2 separate regions of the Danio rerio genome follow, and region 2 is linked to region 1. The links are chromatin contacts, called in public Hi-C maps. All regions are on one chromosome and are shown on one strand. Each heading gives the region's core, a stretch centred on a gene start, on an enhancer-like site or on the middle of the called end of the contact. The rest is flanking DNA. Distances are from core to core; before and after follow the strand shown.

Region 1 (2,520 bases), core at 6-2,505:
CTGCAGGTTGAAGTTAAGTAGTGGAGTAAAAGTACTGACACTGCACTAAAAACGTACTCAAGGGCAAGAAAAAGTACACATTTATAAAACTAATTAGTACATTACAATTCCAGAGAAAGACTACTTAATTACTGTAATTTGAGTGCTTGTAATTAGTTACTTTACACCATTGCATTTACATTATATCCCACTGAACTGAATGAAACTAAACTTCAAAACTGGAATGAAGCTTAATCTACAGCCCCTTTCACACATACAGACCTTTCCGGAAAATTACCGGCAATTTTCCGCAAAGGTTGTATGTGTGAACAGGCCCTTTTTGAAAATACCGGTAAATTCATTCCGGCTATTTTTCGGAAAGCGAAGTTGTAACATTACCGGTAATTTGCCGGAATGCTGCGCTGTGTGAATGCAGAAGGAAGATTGCCGGAAAGAGCGCGTCCACGTCTAGAACGTGCTGACGTGAAACGTCTACTTTAGCTAATCAGAACAGTCAGACGCATTCACGTGCGCGCGGTTTATGAGAATAAAAGCCTTTGAATATTTTTCCAGACACATTTAGCTGCAAGATGTTAGTCAGATGACGTTTCTATGTTCCTTCTTAATGCTAACTGTGTGAATAATTATCGATAAAATGTTTATGATATTCCGTTGTTTGTTTACCTTCAAGCTTTGCGTGTGCCCGTGAGCGCCCATAGCGCCAGCACACACACATATCAAGTACATCTCGACATGCGAAAGTGTTTCTCTATGTTTTCATTGGAGTTGTACTCAATACTGATCCATCCAAAGAGTTTGTAATGTAGTCAAATGTTTACAAACACAAGCGCAGCCGTTTAGAGGTCATTTCTGGTTAATGATGTCAGAATTTACCGGCATTTTGCGATGGATGTGTGAATGCTCTTTTCCGTAAAAATTCCGTAACGTCCTCGCCTGTATGAACAGCGCTTTTTTGAATACACCGGTAAAGTCGTTCCGGAAATTTTCCGGATATTTAACGGCATCACTGTGTGAAAGGGGCTATTGTAAAAGCGCTATGAATTGAATTGTATCTCAAAATATCATGTTTACAGTGTACTATTAAATCCCTAAATGTGTTCCCTTAAGGGAGGATCACCTGAGTGAACCATGACTAATACTGAACAGCAATTCCAGCGGTTGGCAAAGCTAAAAATACTATGCTCAGATGTGCTCCAGATTGTGTGTTTGCGTGATGTAATGTTGTGTGTGTGCTTGTGGTGTTGTGTCTGCTGAGTAACACAGGTCCGTCAGCTCCAGCTGTAGGAGTTCTGAGTCAGGAGGATGTGAAGCAGACGGACAGAAACACCACCCGCGCCAAATCAGCTCCTCTAAATCAACAATCAGCAGGGAAGAGCCTGGAGAATCCAGCTTTGCTTCGGGATTTATTGGCCTCTTGGGAACGAGATTCTTACTAGAAGTTTTTATAGTTCTGAAAATTGGTTAAAGCTTCAGTTTGAATGAAGCGCATCGTATGCTGATGAATTAATCACTTTCATCAATGCTGAAAAAGAGAATCCATTATTAAATACTTTAAACACATTAAACTCTGACTGACATTACAAAGAGCGGCTTTGGAATATTTCATCTCCATATTATCAGTCTTTAACAGGCCTAGTGATGTTTAACAGAGCATGGAACTTTTTTCACAGTATATTTCTATTATATGTTTTTTTTTTCTGGATAAAGTCGTATTTCTTTTAGTTTGGCTGGAATTAAAAAAATGTTTTTCAGATTAGCTACAGAACAAACCAATGTTGTACAATGACTTGGCTAATAAACATACCTTGCATAATTAACACAATTAACCTACACTACCTGACAAAAGTCTTGTCGCCTATCCAAGTTTTTTTGGAACAACAAATATAATAACTTGACTTCCAGTTGATCATTTGGTATAAGAAGTGGCTCATATGAAAGGCAAAGGCCTCTAGATTACACTTGTTTTACCAAAATAAAATATGATCATGCCTTGATTTTTAATTATTTTATTAGGACAGTAAGGTCTGACTGTGCTTAGACTAAAGTCTTATCCCTTAACAGAAATAATGTACAGTATAGAATATAAAGTCATGCTGCAGTGGAACAAGAATTAATATTGTGTATGACTCTAATGAGCTTGGAGGACTGCATCCATACATCTCTGCAATGACTCAAATCACTTATTAATAAAGTCATCTGAAATGGCAAAGAAAGAGTTCTTGCAGGACTCCCAGAGTTCATCAAGATTCTTTGGATTCATCTTTAATGCCTCCTTCATCTTACCCCAGACATGCTCAATAACGTTCAGATTAGGTGACTGGGCTGGCCGATCCTGGAGCACCTTGACTTTCTTTGCTTTCAAGAGCTTTGATGTGGAGGCTGAAGTATGAGAAGGAGCGCTATCCTGCTGAAGAATTTTCCCTGTCCTGTGGTTTGTAATGTAATGTCTTGATTCCTCAGGCTGTTAATGTTGCCATCCACTCTGCAGATCTCTCGCACACCCCCATACTCAATGTAACC
Region 2 (2,520 bases), core at 14-2,513, 35 kb after region 1:
TAAGCATCACTTTCTGAGACCCCTGCTCTGCCAACCAGTCAAACCCCCCTGTGGGAGAGCAATTGCCAACCTTACTTACTAAAAATTTGCAAAAACAGGTGTGAGTGTTTTAATGATACGTTAAAATCAAATAACATAAAATAAAAAATAAGTATAAGCAAGTAATTATACAAGTCAATAAATTGATTATTAAACAAACAAAATAAATATCGATTTTAATGGCACGTTAAAGTCAAATAACATCAAATTTAAAAAAAGATATCAAGCAAGCAAAAAATAAAAAAAATGGATAGATAGATAGATAGATAGATAGATAGATAGATAGATAGATAGATAGATAGATAGATAGATAGATAGATAGATAGATAGATAGATAGATAGATAGATAGATAAATAAATAAAACCGGCATGTTAAAAACAAATAACTTTATAATAAAAAAATGTAAGCAAGTAAATAAATAATTATTAATAATAATAACATTTATTTATTATTAAAACAAAACCAAATTAAATGATTTACTTGTGGTAGTTAAGGAGTTGCCATCCCAGTAATATTTGTCAAACTGTAGCCTGCTTGTTGCTTGCTATATGTGGGCGGAGTAATACACAGAGGTGAAGAGGCCTTTGTGAGATGTTACTGGCAAAATATTCCACGGCTATTAGCCAATCAGATTCAAGAACCAGACACAACTGTTGTATAAATGTATAAATAAATAAATAAATAAATATATACATATATATATATATATATATATATATATATATATATATATATATATATATATATATATATATATATATATATATATATATACATATATATATATATATATATACATATATATATATATATATATATATATATATATATATATATATACATAGTGTCTTAAAAAATATCTAGTCAAATATTATGTGCTATCTTTATGGCAAAGATTAATAAGTCAGTTATTAGAAATTAGTTATTAAAGCTATTATGTTTAGAAATGTGTTGAAAACATCTCTCCGTTAGACAGGAATTGGGGAAAAAAATAACAGGGGGCTAATAGTTTAAGGGAGCTAATAATTCTGACTTCAACTGTATATTTTATTTTGATCATTCAAAACATATGTGTGTGTGTGTGTGTGTGTGTGTGTGTGTGTGTGTGTGTGTGTGTGTGTGTGTGTGTGTGTGCGCGAAGTCCCTGCATTCCTCAGAGCAGTCTGCTTTACCCACCACAAGTTAAAACACGCTCCTCACACTCATCTCATCTCTCACTCTGACCAGAAAACCTCCCACAAGCCACAAGGGCAGTGACATCACTCCAAGGCCAGGACACAGAGATCGGCTGAAACACACAAAACACAGCTCTGTTCCTGGAAGAGCTTCAGCACACATGAAGACATGCACCTGTTAGAGAGCTCTGTGTGTGTGTGTGTGTGTAAGAGAGAGAGAGAGAGGACCAAAAAATAGACAGTACATTACTATTAGGTTGTGATATATCAGGGTACCAAAATTCAATGTCTAGCCAGCGTCTAAGGATGTTATTTTGATGTCCAATAATGACGTTGATACTTGGTTGATTTTAGGTGGTTAAAAAGTGACCAAAATCCAACATCGAGCCAACATCTTAAACCACTGCATGCATGTCGGCTAACCACTTTTGGGCAGATGTGGATGAGAGGTGTGTGGCTCAGATCGGTGTAGCGATTATTCACATTGTTTAGGTACAATAACATTAGGCTGGGTTATGGCCAATGCAATCTCACGGCAATTCGTAACTTTTTAATTTAGTGGCTAATTCGTACAATCTAATTCGTACAATTTAGTACAATTTGCTCATCACCTAATAACGTTGTGGTTAGGGGTGGGGATAGGTAACAATTGGATGTGCTAAGACTTTCTTCAGTTAAACAAAGAGAAAATTGAAGTCATTGCGTTTGGGAACAGGGATGAGGTTCTCAAGGTGAATGCGTACCTGGGCACTAAGGGTCAAACAACAAAAAATAAGGTCAAGAATCTTGGTGTGACTCTGGAGTCAGATGTGAGTTTCAATAGTCATGTCAAAGCAGTGAGTAAATCAGCATACTATCATCTCAAAAACGTTGCAAGAATAAGATGCTTTGTTTCCAGTGAAGACTTAGAGAAACTTGTTCATGCTTTTATCAGCAGTAGGGTGGATTACTGTAGCGGCCTCCTCACTGGCCTTCCCAAAACGACAGTCAGACAGTTGCAGCTCATCACACCTGTCCTCAGGTCTTTACACTGATAGATTTTAAAGAGTTATTACTTGTCTATAAATCACTAAAAGGCATAGGAGCTAAATATACATCACAGATATGTTCACTGAATGCAACCCCAACATATTCACTCAGATCTTTAGGATCAGATAAACTAGAAATTCCAAGAGTTCAGTCAAAGCAGGGTGAATCTGCTTTCAGCTACAACGCCCCTCGCTGCTGGAATCAGCTTCCAGAAATAATCAGATGTGCTCCAACATTAGACATTCAAATCAAGACTGAAAACACATCTGTTTAGCT

The links. Hi-C and Micro-C count contacts between places; a contact is called where the count stands out from the background.
Region 2: a Hi-C map of an unstated tissue shows a contact between it and region 1, with 2.2 times the contacts expected there. The contact joins two enhancer-like sites. A contact is called at or near these places in 2 of 18 Hi-C or Micro-C datasets (caudal fin and an unstated tissue).

The regions. Positions count from the first base shown.
Region 1 is chr24:39,124,541-39,127,060 of GRCz12tu, forward strand. No RefSeq gene overlaps it. Among named protein-coding and RNA genes, the nearest start is that of snai2, 32 kb to the left of the region's middle. Within about 2 kb of position 1,256, at least 9 of the 62 cell types and tissues checked have an H3K27ac peak or open chromatin away from gene starts, as enhancers often do.
Region 2 is chr24:39,159,463-39,161,982 of GRCz12tu, forward strand. No RefSeq gene overlaps it. Among named protein-coding and RNA genes, the nearest start is that of snai2, 67 kb to the left of the region's middle. Within about 2 kb of position 1,264, at least 16 of the 62 cell types and tissues checked have an H3K27ac peak or open chromatin away from gene starts, as enhancers often do.